Regions from separate parts of the Mus musculus genome. Here region 1 is linked to region 2. The links are chromatin contacts, called in public promoter capture Hi-C maps. All regions are on one chromosome and are shown on one strand. The core of a region is the stretch at or near the end of the contact, and the rest is flanking DNA. Distances in the headings are between cores, read along the strand shown. Region 1 holds the start of Galnt7 (polypeptide N-acetylgalactosaminyltransferase 7). Region 2 holds the start of Cep44 (centrosomal protein 44).

Region 1 (7,398 bases), core at 691-3,190, 1.1 Mb after region 2:
CTACAGGACATTTTGAACATAACTAGTTATAGCAGGTTTTCAATTTCCTTCTCAGAAAAATGGGGCTTAGGATTTTCAGCATCATATAATGCCTCTTATATAAAAGAGCAGTTCATGACTTGAAAAAATCAATTTCAATATTCATCTCATCAAATCAGTTTGAGAGCAAAAATATACAAAAAAAAAATCACTCCAAACACAGTGAAAAGGAAAAAAAAATTCATCAATTTAGACTTTGGTGAGACTCCACTTCAGTAAGGCCAGCCCCAAATGCAGCAATTTACAGATTAAGTTGTGTGTGTCATAAGCATCAACTGAAGAGCCCTACTCTTGGAAGGTCGTCACAAGCTTTTCCCCTCAACTTCCTGACGCTAACTTTCCAAAAGTAAAATTAATAAAGTAGATTATGTAGCTGCAACGCTGATTTTGCAGAAGGCACTTTCTTAAGAGACTCCTCCCACGGCTGCTCAGCGTCTGTGTCCAGAACTCCTAGTGTCTCCCACTTCTTCTGAGTCTAACCTGGACTCGAGGTTGTGGGGCTTGGAGGGCTCGGGGATGAGGAACTCCGGGGGAGCAGGGGGTGTAACGGTTCACCAAGCTGAGGGGGTGGGGGTTAAGCTGGGGAGGTGCGAAGCAGTTCGCGCCGCCAACTGCCGGGGCGAGCGTAGCGCAGTGGCCGGATCCCGGTAACTAAAGTTCCGAGAAGCCTGACTAAACCCTCAAAGCCGGGACTGTCAAGACTAACGCCGGCGCCGAGGGCGGCAGACGGATGCGTCCCAGCGGAGCGCGCCTCTCGGCGTCAGGCTGATGGAACAGGCAGCGAGGGGCGGCCAGGAGCCGGCACAAGTTAGGTCCTCGGCCGGAGCAGCCCAGGTAGGGCCGGGGGACTGGAGCCCGCTCCGGATCCGCAGGACGAGGGAGCACAGCGGGCGACCGGGGCTCCCAGGCGCCCCGGTGCAGGGACGCCGATCCGGGTGGGGACGTGTCTCTCCCCTGTCCGGGAATCGAAGGGACAAGGGGTGCGGGGCGAGGCCTCAGCTACACGTTGCACCCGGCTCCCGGCCACGGGAGTTGCGGAGAGGCGGCGCCGTGGGCTGGAGCCCGAGGCGGACAGGCTAGGGGCGCCCCCGCGGCGAGCACCCGGACTGGGCGGGGACCACAGGAGAGGCTGGACCGCGGGGCCTGCTCCACCGGACCACGGCGGCGGCGCCGGCATCTCGCCTCCTTCAGGCCTGCACGCGCCACAGGCCGCAGCTCGGACCAACCCCGCGCCCGCCTGCCGCCAGCGCGGGGGTCGTAGCCCCGAGTCGGACGCCGAGCAGCCTCGGCTCCGGGGAGCCGACTCTGTCCTGCGATTCCGCCCCGGCAGTCCCGGCGTTGGAGCGGCCGCCTATAGCCGCCACCACGGCCGCCGCGGCGGCCGCGGTAGCGGCAGCAGCAGCAGTAGCGCGGGTGACGGCGCTGAACCCGGGGCGGGGACGCGCGGGAGGAAGGGGCGGCCAGGGGGCGGGCCGGCGGCGGCCGAGGGGTACCCGCGGCGTAGGGCTAGGCGCCCCCGATCGGCCGGCGCCGGGCCAGCGCCACCTGCGGAGCTGCGGCGCCCACGCGGCCGCGACCCCGCCGCCCCTTGCTCCCGCCACATACACACACACACACACACACACACACACTCACGCGCGCGCGCAAAAAAACAAGTTGCAGGTCGCCTCTGCCGGAGGGGGCCAGGCGGGTCACTCACCCTCATCCTGCTCAGTGGGCTCTGGTCGTCGGGCCGCGAGGACAGGGAAGACCAGAGGACCACGAGCCCCAGGAAGCTTCCCACCACCAGCAAACTGCGTAAGATGAACCCGATCTTCAGCCTCATCTTCCTCCGGCGGCGAGAGACACACAGCCCGGCGCAGCCGCCGCCACCGCTCTCCCCTCCCTCCTTCCCCCTCCCCCGGCCCTCCTCCTCCTCCTCCTCCTTCCCCCCCCCCCCCCCCCCGGATCACTACGCCCGCCGCCCTCCCCACCGCCTGCCCTCTCCAGCACCAGATCCGGAACTCCCCTCGGCTTTACCTTCCCCTGGCTCGCCCCTCCGCCCCCTCCCCGCGCCTGCCTCTGCACTGCTCTGCCGCACCCCCTCCCCTCCGCCGGCCTCCGCAGAGCTCCGACCGGCCGGCGTGTGTAGCTTTCCAGGCTTCCCTTCTCTCTACCTGCCCGCTCTAGCTCCGCAGTACCCCCTTCCTCCACCCGCGACCGCGAGAACCCACCCCCCACCACCCGCGAGTCCCTAGTAACCTTGGAACTAACTTAACACTTTCCCCCAGGTCTGGTCTTAGCCTTTGCCCTAAGGCTCCGCTTCCTAAAGCTTGCAGATCCCCAAACTTTTATTGTAATTAGGGACCAAAACTCTGTCCTTGACGCCCGTGCCCTGCCAGGATGCTGCCGCCCGGTGCCCCTCAGGTGGACCTGCAGACGCCCTAGGCTGCCCTGCCCTTCCCGACGCCCACTGCTCAATCTCCCCAGCCAGAGGCTTGCAGGAAGGAAACCAGGAAGTCAGCCACCGCTGCTGCAGCAGTAACTCCACGTGGCTGATTTATAGCTGTTTTTTTTTTTTTTAATCTTGTTTTTTCACAGGGCTCCTTAAGGAGGTGGATTTGTAATCGAAAGGCCCAGGTGAGATGTGCAAACACCACAGAACTAAAAGAGGACTCACTTGGAAAGGCAGTATTGCCTTCTCTCTTGGGCTAATTAGAAAGCCAAGTCGACTAGCTAATTCTCACTACGGTCCCTGTTAATGGACTTGCAAGTTCCTACTCTGGGGAAAGTGGATTTCGGGCTTTTAAAACGTTCCGTACATGCATCGTTGCTTCTCTCACAACTGACTTTTCCAGGAAAGGATATTGGCAAATGTTTAGCTACACGCCTCTCCCTTGTACATTGTGCCAAAGATGTCAATCACTTTAAATCACAGTCTGCAGTGTGTGCCATACCCCTAAACTACTCAATTTGTTGAACAAATGCTTTTCGGTAGCAGGTTTAAGGATGGCGTAAATTGACCTTTTTAATCCTAATATTGCCTTATCTGCATGTATTTTGCTTTCGAAACAAGTGAAACTTGGTTAAGTCTCCCCTAGTGATCAACAGTATATGCATTGTTATTCAGATATGGTTGTCCACTATTGAGAAGATGGAAAACTGACTGTGATTATGAGCATAGCTGGGAAGTAGCCCTCATCGCTGAAGTGATGGGAGCTCACCCAACTGCTGTTAGTAGTCTAAGATGACCTTGCCACCACAACTTGAAATATGCAAGGCCAAAAAGTTAGAAAATGATAACCAGGTATTCGGTTGTAAAAGCCGGTGTTCCTCTGAGTTCTTAACATTGTTTAAGTGAAACTGAAAGTATACCTTAAAATATACGATTTTCGCCACACTTGTTGGCAGTTAGCCTTTGTAGAGAACTCTTTAGAAAATGAGAAGCTATGTTAAATGATTGGGTCAGGAAAAAGTCACACTTAGCCTCTCTGAGCCTAGGGCCCTTATCTGCCAAAATCATGATTATAATACTTCATAGTATTGCCAAAAGAGATAATTGAGGCCAAGTGCACATGCAGATAATAAAATAAAGCACAGATAATACGAATAGGGTAAGTCTTGGTGATTATGGGTATAATTCTTGTGAACGCCGCAGCTATTACTGCATGTAGAGATTGCCACTCTGAGCTGTTTCCGACTTGTTGATCCTTGGGTTAGTGGTCCCTGAAGAGAGTAAAGAGTTGCACCTAATGGGAGGGGAGATATGAAGAAGAGAAGCAGTAGTCTCTGACAGGTTATGAGGTCACATGTGAATGGTGACAGGGTTGCCTTTGCCTCTGAGGCCAGCTGGAGACTCATTGCAAAGGAATAAAACTTCTGAGCAGACAGTATGTACCCAGTGGTTCACGCCTGTCGTCTAAGCTTTCTACCGCCTGAGATTGGTGTCCGATGTTCTTTGAATTCAGAGGTTTTCTCATCTTGCCAACACATGCACTGTCTTTGCCAAACAGTATAATCATCTTGTGTTTACTCTAAAATGTTTTCAGGATTCCACAGGTCAGAACCTTTTAAGGGTTTGGTGATGTTTAAAAAATCATCACCCACATGAACTCTGCTAAAGAGGACCTACACACACACACACACACACACACACACACACACACACACACACACACACACACGGAACTGTGCCTGCTTTGGGGCTACACTCTCCAGGGCATCTTAGCCTCCTCATACTGTACCCAAGCTAGGGGAACTATTTCTAAATGTCAGTGCTCGCCTGCAGGCCTTTCTACAGAGATCTCCTTTTCAAACCTGCAGTATCTTCTGACACCTTAACATTAAACTTTATTGTCAGTTACAAAAGCCTTTTCTAGACTCTAACCTGTTCCTGTACACCAAGATATTGGCCAGGAACCCCACCTTCTACTCCCTCTCCTCCCTAAGAATTACCACTTTGTTGTGACTGCTTAATTCCACTTGCGAATAAAAAGTTACATGACATTGGAGACTTGTCTATGGAGTTTGTTGTATTCCTGTGTCAGATGTGTAGGAAGGCTTTAATATTTTTGGTGGAACACTGGAAATAGTTGGACTAAAAATACAAAGGGGGAATAAAGCTTAGAAGAGGGCTTAGGAGCACTTCACCTCTGATTGTTCTCTACCTAGAGGCTGCCTTCGGAGAACAAAACATTGAAGGGTTTATTCCATTAGATCGGCGACTGTTTTACAGTAGTACTATCAGTTGGTAAGCTATTGTTTGCCACCTACTTTGTTGATAGTCTACCGTGGCTACTCAAGCTAAAAGAGTCACAGTTTCAATCTAAATCCGGATAGTCCCCCTAACAGTAGATTACTGTTCCTATCATAAGCATAATAAAAAAATCCTGTGCTGTACTCAATCTGGAATGAAACACTTGTCAAAGGCTGCCATTTGAGGGGATTAATGGTCTCCTACCATGTTTTGAAGGTTCATTGAAAGCTCTCTTTGATTTCATACGGTAGAATACTACATCTTCCTAGCTGGGTACTGTTTATAGCACCTGCAATACAGACCTCTTCTGACTTAGCCATTTTTGAAGAGGTAATTGAAACACATTTTGTCGTTCTTCTTCAAAACCCCAATCACCAGCTCTTTCTTGCTCTTAGAATTAATCCGAATGCCTCGGTTTGTGAGCGTGCATAGCCTTGTACCTTCTTGGTCACCACCGCTTCTCTATGTTACAGCTACGTCATTTTCTGTTTCTGAAACAGCTCAAGTTTCTTCTTCCCTGTAGACCTGTAAGCATATCGCTCCTTTTTCTATAACATACTTCGTAATTGTTACATCAGCTGCCCCCATAAACTCTATAATCATTCAAATTTCAGTTCATATGTCAATTTTTTTTCAGAAACTTTGCTCTCATCGGCCCTCCCCTCCCTTGCTAAGTTAGAAATTTCTGCTTCATTTAAGATCGACCTGGAAGGTCCCTCTTAGAGCACAACTCAGCCTTTGTATTTGTTCAACTGTCACCTCAATTAGCCAACGTTTTTAAGGGCAGGGACTGAGTTGTCGTTTAGCATTGTGTTCCTAGGATGTTGACAGTGCAAGACACACTCAGTGTGAGAGAGTGTGGGTGGGAGAAAGCATATCTCATGCACTCCCGGGGGAAGCATTAAAAGTTTTGGACATATACACTAACATCTTTAAAGACTAATTATACCTCAGTGCTTGCAAAAAGACATTATGAAAATCAATTTTTCTCTTAAAGAGTTAGGAAGGAAGGGCACATTGTTCTGGATCTTATCCAACCAACATGTGTACCATCATTCCTAGATAAACTGATAGTTCCTTCAAACTAACCACCTGTTTGCTGGAATGAATACACATGGCCCAGAACCTTATGGGTCTTTAATTGAGAACCTGGTACCCAGAAAAAGAGAAAAAGGATCCTGTCTTTTGCTGATAACAAAAATCATCATGGTTTTTTAATGAAATGGTTGAAATGGAAAGAAACTTGCAGTAGAAGGGCTAGAGAGGTTCAGCGGTGGTGGCACACACCTTTAATCCCAGCACTTGGGAGGCAGAGGCAGGTGGATTTCTTAGTTCGAGGCCAGCCTGGTCTACAAAATGAGTTGTGTTCCAGGACAGCCAGGGCTACACAGAGAAACCCTGTCTCAGAAAAAAAAGGGGGGGAGAACGGCCAGAGAACACATCTTGCTGCTTAAAGCTGGAGGTTTGACTAGACTTAAATTTCTAATATCCTTTTACAGGTTCACAGAAGACTCGGGCCTCAGCAGAATGATTAAATGATTCCAAAGTCTTCACCACTGAGCTTTGTCAATGGTGAATGTCTCTAAATCCGATTACATATAAACACCTTCATCAGCAAGCAGACAGGTACCTTCAAACAGCTGTCAGTTTAATACCACATCTCTCCAGAGATCTCACTTATTCAGCTCTGCCCAGAGCCTTACTGTCTTTAATGGGCAAATCTGATACTACAAGACAAACCAGCCTCTGTCCTGTTAATACGGATAATCTCTTGTACACAGAGCACAACCATTCTATAGTGAATGGAATGGAAAGAAACTATGTCAGCAAATGGGCCAGAGAATCCACACTTTGTAATATAAGAGCTATGGTTAGAGCCATATTGGGCAGAGTTCTGGACTCAAGATCTCCGGAGGAATGGGAAGGCTGTTGAGATCTGGAGAAGAGGGCGGGTCTGTGCTCTTCTCTAAGAGCTGATGGAAACGGCAGAGGATGCTTCACGCGTACCCCCACCTTTTGAAAGTTTCTGATTAGTTTTAACAAGAGTCGGGTATTCTTAGTAATGAACTATTCCTACAAGCCTTTTTAGACATTTCAGAGGAGATAAACAGAGCTGAATACAAATAAAGAAATCTGAAGCCAGACTGCAGAGAGATTCTGCAGGAAGATTATCCCAAATCCAGGAATTAGAGGTTGGACAGGAACTCATTATCTGTTGACTCTGCTCTCCAGCTTTCGTATGCTGTGCTGGGCTCACTGGTGTACACAAATCTCCTTTTCTCTCCAGCCATTTTTCTAACAACTGAACGATGAACAAGTATATTTTCTCTTTTATTTGAACACATGGCTCTATATTAAATCACTGTTTGGAGAGTCACACCAGGGACTTGTAAAGCCAAAAGTACTGCTCTTCTAGGGAGTTCAAAATACTGCCATTCGGATAAAGGTACCTTTTTGGCATATTGCAAAGAATTTCAAAAATTTAATTTTAATTACATTTCTTTTGTGGAGAGCAGTCTTAGGACTTGGTCTTTTGGGACAGCTGCTGTTTCTCAAACCGTAGAAAACAATTTTTAAGATCCTCTTCTATGATCTTTTATTGTATATTAATAGCGACTTCCATT
Region 2 (7,391 bases), core at 4,388-6,887:
AATGTTGAAAAGCAAACAGGAATTGTATATTTATTGCAATAGAGACCACATTTTAATGAAATAAACACTTATAAAAATACTTGGTCAAGTATATACACGTGTGACACATGACCACATATGATAATAGCCCTAGATTATAATGAAGCTGAATTTTTCCCTATGGCCTAGTAATTAAACTTTATCACATCCATGTTTAGACATATGAATACTTACACTGCACTATAATTCACACAATACAGAACAGGAACTCATTACAAGTTTGCAGCCCACGGGCAATAGGCTTTGCATATAGACAAATCTAGGCCTCTACAAGCACACGCTGATATTTCCCAACGATAAAACTGCCTATCAGTGCATTTCTCAGATGTATACACCACTGGAAAGTGAACAAGCAACTGTGCTCCCATAGTTATTACTAAAGTATTCATTTTAAAAATCACTCAATAAAGAATTATTGTTTCATAAACTCGGACTACCTTGTAGACAGTATCTGTAAAGCGCACGTCGTTCTTCGCTATGAGCTCTATACTGGATTCCATTAGGAGTTCGGCTACGTAAGGCGAGTATGAGGTGAGAGAGTAGCTGATGATGGGCAAGGATGCTGCTGTGTCTCCCTTTATCAGGCTGTCGGGAAAAGGGAAAAAGACTTAACTCACATAGGTCCAAAGCCTGGGTGATTAAGGATAACTAGCAGTGTTGTCAATAACTTGGTTATCATTACAGACACAGTAATGAAGATAGACATGACTCTCCAGACTCTCTATGCTACTCTGAGCCATTCTGATCAGATTAAAAAACAGCACTGTTCATTTTCATGTGCTCTGAACCTCACTATTGCTGGACAGCCTATCTCCTACAGTTTTTATGGCTTTTCTAAAGTGTATTCTTACTTGATCTCCTATAAATGAAAAGAAAGTACTACCTTACAGTTCTCAAGAAGATGTTATACTTTGTAACATTTGTTACATTAAGGCATTTATTCCTACACAAACCTGCACAAATTAGCCTTACGAACTCTAAGTTACGAATGAGGAACCACTGGAAGAGCTTATGCTGTGATGAGGTGCCCACTCTGCTTCCGCGAGAGCTGTACCTTCCTAGCCTGGGCTCATGTCTCGGAAGGGGGTCCTACATGCTGCCTTTATCTGTACGTATTAGTTATGACTCATTACTTAATGCTGGTTCTCATGAAGCCATCTTCTTAGTCTCTGATGCCTCATACTGTCTGTTTCTAATTCTTTACTTATTTACTGGTAGACAATGACTTGCTGAATCCTGCACAAAGAAGCAAATGAATTCTATCTTCAATTAGCCAGCTGAAGTTATACTGTACTTACATATGAACAGAATGTTTTCGACAGTATGTTTCCCACAGAATTGCAATGTGTGCGTAAGCCTCCCCATCTCTACCCCAAAGTTTTAAAAAGCCTTTTGTTTTTTTTTTTGTATGTGTCCTGCCCACAGCAACTGCAGATGGAAGGCACCTGATGGGATGGCTGGGAGTAAGCTCTATTTCTCTGGAAGAGCTGCAGGTGCTCTTAACTGCTGAGGCATCTTTCCAACACTCCACTCAAAATTTAATAAGAGTTTTATAGCAAGAGTTTTATAGCATGGAGGCTACCTTAAGAAACACCACTAATCAGAATCTTCCATGCTAGAGAACACATGAAGTAAATGGACACTGCTCATGTTGGCTATATTAAATATACTACTACCCTGCGGAATGAGAGAATGGCAGATTATATAATTAATAAAATCCATTATACTCCAGTGAGCTTAAAATTAGAGACAGTATCTAGACTGCGGTATATACAGCTAACAAACGGCCATCTTAAATTCTCTTGGGTTGAAATTTTTATTCATACTTATAAGTTCCTACAGTTTTCTGCTTTCTTAAATACATATACTTGAACATTATAACATTAGCTGTGTATATACACAAGTACATTTCTCTTGAATTTATTACAGCTGTTCACTGCGCACTCACACTCATCCACAACAGCACAGGCACCTCTGAAGGACAAAGGACAATTTGAGGGAGTTGGACCTTTTGTTTCAGTGTGAGGCCTGGGGATTGAAGTCAGGGTCATCAGGCTGGGCAGCCAGTCCCTGTACCAAGCTGTTAGCCCAAAAGTGAATTTAAATAGGGTCCATTAAAAAGAATTATTAGTTTCATCATGTCATATGTATCTCGAACGTTTTGTAAAATAATAATAATAATAAAAAAAAAAAAAACTAGCCAGGCAGTGGTGGCGCACGCCTTTAATCCCAGCACTAGGGAGGCAGAGGCAGGTGGATTTCTGAGTTTGAGGTCAGCCTGGTCTACAGAGTGAGTTCCAGGATAGCCTGGGCTACACAGAGAAACCCTGTCTCGAAAAACCAAAGGGAAAAAAAAAAGAAAGAAAGAAAGAAAAGAAAACCACCAGTACGTTTCAAATATCAAATGCATTGCGGCTTACCCGACATAATCCACCTCATTGGGGTAATTCAGTGACCGAAGCACTTGTTCTAGCTTCCGCAAGCTTCTCTTTAAGTCACCTGTTGCCATTATATTCCGATTCAGCTCCAACTCTCAAATAATCTTACAGCCTCTCATCTAAAAACGAAATGATGAAGTCTGGTGAACAGTGAACTTTGGGAAGCTGCTCTGCTCTACTGTGCACACATCTCCTTCATCTACTCTGTATGTCTCCCCAGCAGGTCACACCACCTACTTCCACTCCTCAGAACTTAGCACTTCTGTGGCAGGTTAAGGGCTTACTGCCTTGTGCCAACTCTCAACCCTAAGTGCAAACTTGGCTTCAACCTCATCCTCTACTTTTTCCTTTCAAAACACATAAGTATGTCTTGTATTTATGTTCTTCCAATGTACTTCATCTAGCACTCTCCCAAATGTTTTACCTTGAATGATAATGGACTATAATCTTTACTCAGTGAAAAGGAGACTTATTGGCTCAATGCCTGAGGGGCTATGGATCCTCACAGTGTAGAAGCCATCATGACATGGTGACAAGCAGCACAAGGTGGCAGGAATGCACAGTAGCTGCTAGCCTACATTACCCCAGACCAGAGGAAGGACAGCCGAGAACTGGTATCAGGCTACCTACCATCTTAAGGCATTTTCACTCCCCAAGCAACTTCCTCTAGCTAAGTCCCACCTCCCTAAGATTGCACAACCTGTCAAATTAGCACTCCAAGCTGGAAACCAAGTTATCAAACATATGAGCCTATGGAGGACACTTAACCTTCAAATCATAGCTGGTACCATTTGGAAAAAAATATCAAGTTGAAATGGCCGCTATCATTAATTACCCTGAATGCTTATAAAACCTACATAGTATAAACCAAAAAATGAAGATAAATTTAGCACAGATTTAAGTTATTATCCCCAGGGTTTGGATTTCATGTAGTTGCCAATTAGAGATGCTTATATTAAAAACCAAACCAAACTCATAGTTCACTAATATCTTGCTCAAGAAAATGACAAGAGTTCCTGGAGAAAAGAGATTCTCTGAAACTGAAGCTCCTTTAAAATGAAATCACTGAGAAAGAAAGAAAGAAAGAAAGAAAGAAAGAAAGAAAGAAAGAAAGAGAAAAAGAAAAAAAGAACAATTCAAGAATTAGATGAACTATACTTAGGGGTTTTTGTTCATGGGCTGTATTTCAGCAACGATTGACATATAATCACCCCTGCCCAGACACCTCTGCGTCTGTATAGGTCAGGAGAAGTATATAAAGCTGGCAATGTGCAGAATTCTAAGCCTGGGCCACCATCACTTCTGTGGCCATTTCTCTAGACTTGGGCACCTATTCCATGTCCGTGGCATAGCACCCCATTCGCAGTCTGCTCCTGCGGAGCGAGCTGCTGAATGTACTTTAAGTATCCTTGCACTGATGCTATGGTCAGCATGTTTGAAACACCAAATTACCTACTAAATAGTAAGATATTTAGACAATGAGGATTTTAGGGGGGGGACGGGGAAAGAAATCCTAAAATTAAATTATACAACATACTGGTCAAAACAGTAAGGCTTATTTCCCATCTTTCCAGATGCCGGGGCTAGAAAGACATACAGATATGTTAAGACAGACTTCCCAGACCAACCTTTATTGCCTAAGAAAGGTGACAGGGGAACTACTCTAGCCTCTGCTGTAACTACAAACACTGTGCCTGGGATTTAAGATTGCAGGTCTGATCTTGTTTTAGTTTCCAGACCCATCTGACAACACAATTGTTAGTTTTGTACATATCCTATCTTCCCAGGACATGCAATTTTATCCAATACTCGGTGCTACCTTTTCTTTTGCTGGTATCATAGAAGGCATTTATCTTTACATTATTTCTACTTCTGGTAATGAAATTTCGGACACTAAAGTATGCCCCAGGAACACATCCTCTTCATTACCAGCACAATAAACATTTTAAAGAAGAGTAAGATTCAAGTACAGCTTGTATCTGTAGGTGGAGGGAAAAGATATGACAGAAGAGAAAAACATAAAGGTATTTTTAAAAAAACAAGATCATAGAAGTATGTTTTCAAGAAAGGCTTTCCTAGTGTTTTTTAATTAGTAAATACTAAAATTATTACTATGAATTGAAGCTAATCAAGTACTGAAACATACTTTACACTTGACCATAATTAATCTGAGATAAAATTAAACTGTTACTTAAAAATTAGCATTTTCACTTTATATTACTTATCACAGGATATTAAATGAAGACCATATACAGATTCAATCATTAAGGTCTCACTGGTCTACCTAGCTTTCTGAAGAGTTAGGAACAAATCAAATCCACCAACCGAATTGCTGGAAGACATTGTGAGCACCGCACAAGATGGCTTTGGTGGGGAACGGAACCGATCTCAGGATCTTGGCATACCCAATGGCTCTACCACTGAGCTAGTCCCCCAGCTTTGCAGTTTAAGATACTTTGTTTCAAACCCAGCTCAATTTCGTAGCTGCTACAGGTCTTTAAAAACATGTCACAGGACTCCAAAATCATTTTGCCCAGGATAAAGTAACTAGCCTTTAATAATCACAGTGGATAGCTAGGATTTTGAAATTCCGCTTGACATATCTAAAAGACAAACTTTAAGATAAAGGGATACAAATCTGTAGAAACTAAACTTACAAAATCTCTCCGTAATAGATACTAGGAAAATGCTGTTGTAAGATCCGATGAGGGAACCGCTGTGTTCACGCATAAAACATTGTTAAAATGCTTGCAAATAATTCTGTAAAACAGTCTAGTGTAGCAGTAAGTCTAGAATACATATGTTAAAATTAGTTTTCTTTTCATACAGAGCAATCATAGGCCTCAAAGTAGATGGAGAATTCTTTTTTTTTTTTTTTTTTGGGGGGGGGGAGACACCATGAAGATGAAAACAAAGAGAACACGAAGGAAGGAGTACTTTTTCTATTCCGGACAGTCTTTTGAAGCTAGATGTATTTTTGACGGAAAGAAACTTAAAGGCATCTACAAAACAATTCAAAGAGGGCAGACTCCGATTCATTCTACTTGATGCCTTCCAAAACCATACCAGCTGGTACACAAGCAAGTCCCATCTCGAATTCCCTTTCTGCCTCTAAATTTAAAGGGATGAAAAGGTAGACCTGATCATTCGCCTACAACCCAGGAACCTCGGTGAGGACAGCAGAAGGGCCACCTTCGTCCAAGCCAGAGCACAGCAGGTCCACGAGCTCTGGCTCAGCCAGCAGCCCCTAAGCAAACTGAAAGGTTCCCAAGGCTACCGTACCAACACAGAAAGAAGAAGGGAGCACTAGAAACCCGAGAACGTGGCGGGAACCGGGTCTGCAGCCCCAGAGCCTTACGCCCGCGCCTCGGGTCGCCCCTCGTGCCGACGGTTTGTTTTTAGAACTCAGAGTTCGAGCCGAGAGTTCGAACAGCGGCTAAACATTCCGAGCCAGAGGCTGCCCCAAATGCTGGCATTCCTAGATGCAGATTCCACACTCCGTTCGCGCAGCTTCTTCAGGATACTCTACTGTCGTTAAAGTCTTATCAATTACATGTCTTTTATTGAATGTCACATTTCAAATTAGCATAATTTTGATGGCCAAAGCAGTTCAGAATGAGAAGCGGAAAAGTAAAGACTTTTTGGCGAATCTGAATGAGGAAAACGGAAATCTTTTTCCTTTAAGGAGCCGCTCCTCGACGTCACTTCCGGCAACAATAGGAAACGTCAAAACCTTGCAAGGTCCGCCACTCGGGCTTCTGCAGGCAGAGGTGCTGTGACTTCGCGGGAGTCTGGGGCGGCTTCTGGTTCCCTCGCAGCCATCGTGTTCTCCAGCGCGAACACGTGCGCTCTGGACAGGCCTCTCCATGGCTTGGGCACCAGTTCCCGGCTGAGCCATTTTCTTCTCGGCTGACAGCCCCCGCCCACAGGCCGAGTCGTCGCGGCGGCGGTGGAGATCCCAGGTCGCTCAGGTACTCGCGTCGGCACAGAGGCTTCCAATGCCTTGCTTCTTCCGCCCGCCCGGACGCTCTCACTTTTCTCCTCCGAAGTGAGGGGTAGGGATGCTTGCCACTTGATAGCCCTGGCCCAGCAAGCAACAGTTTAGGACCAATGGGTACTGTGAGACATTTTGAGTGACAGCAGCGGTGGCTTATTAAAATGGTGTATCAGAATCGAGAGGCGGGTGTGAGTCTCTTCTGTTTCTAGGCCATTGGTATAGAGGTCGATTTGGGACTCGCGGTAGCGACGTGGTGTCGTCCCTCTTGAAAGATGACAAACGGTGGAGGTTACTTTCTTCAGTTTCACGTATTGCTTTTGTGGTGGTTACAGCGTCGTTCGATGCCAAGGCACGCTTCATTTCTTACGGCGTCCCCTTAATACGAATTCAAACATATCCAGTTTAAGACCTCCGCTGATTGCTAGTTGCTACAGTCTCCAAACAGACTGTAAAATTGGTTCAACACTTTCCTTTTCGTTTTGTTTTTCTGTGGCTACGCTCCACTTTCCACATCGTATTACTCAGTACACATTGTCTAGACAAAAACCATAGAAGTTTGCAATTCTTACTCGATATATTTCTGGTTTATTTTTCGTTCTGTATTTACTAATTAATAATTGTGACTACTTAATTTATAAATGAGACATTTATTTGTAAAGACCCCCACCCCGCGCGCGCGCCATATTCTCTTCATTACCCTCAATACTGCAATTGAATACAAACTGTTGTTCATGTCAGTGTTTGCACTCCGTTTTTGTTTGTATTTTGAGACAAGGTCTCCTGTGTACTCCAGGCTGGCTCAGAATTCACTGTGTAGCCCCGACTGTCCCTAGCTAGCAATCCTTTTTCTTGGCCTTCCAAAGGCTTGGAAGTATGGTTTTGCAACAGGTCACTAAGTACTCTTCTCTTTGCTTTGG

The links. Promoter capture Hi-C pulls out the DNA fragments that hold promoters and counts their contacts.
Region 1: a contact with region 2 is called in a promoter capture Hi-C map of pre-B cells. The contact joins the promoter of Galnt7 here to the promoter of Cep44 in region 2. A contact is called at or near these places in 12 of 39 promoter capture datasets (the HPC-7 cell line, HPC-7-derived erythroid cells, cranial neural crest and 9 more), 6 of 484 Hi-C or Micro-C datasets (CD4 T cells, CD8 T cells, Th1 cells and 2 more), 8 of 115 datasets of contacts at active chromatin or transcription factors (astrocytes, double positive thymocytes, embryonic limb bud and 5 more) and 2 of 9 other capture datasets (adipose tissue and liver).

What each region holds. Positions count from the first base shown.
Region 1 is chr8:57,651,115-57,658,512 of GRCm38.p6, forward strand. Galnt7 (polypeptide N-acetylgalactosaminyltransferase 7) reads right to left here and starts at 1,941. Exons shown (of 12, transcript NM_144731.4): 1 at 1,739-1,941. The coding sequence starts at 1,864. AW046200 (expressed sequence AW046200) reads left to right here and starts at 639. Exons shown (of 4, transcript NR_040698.1): 1 at 639-873; 2 at 6,274-6,346.
Region 2 is chr8:56,544,929-56,552,319 of GRCm38.p6, forward strand. It overlaps Cep44 (centrosomal protein 44), which reads right to left and starts at 5,638. Exons shown (of 11, transcript NM_001009951.1): 1 at 5,617-5,638; 2 at 2,460-2,596; 3 at 477-624. The coding sequence starts at 2,548. Fbxo8 (F-box protein 8) reads left to right here and starts at 6,226. Exons shown (of 6, transcript NM_015791.4): 1 at 6,226-6,448.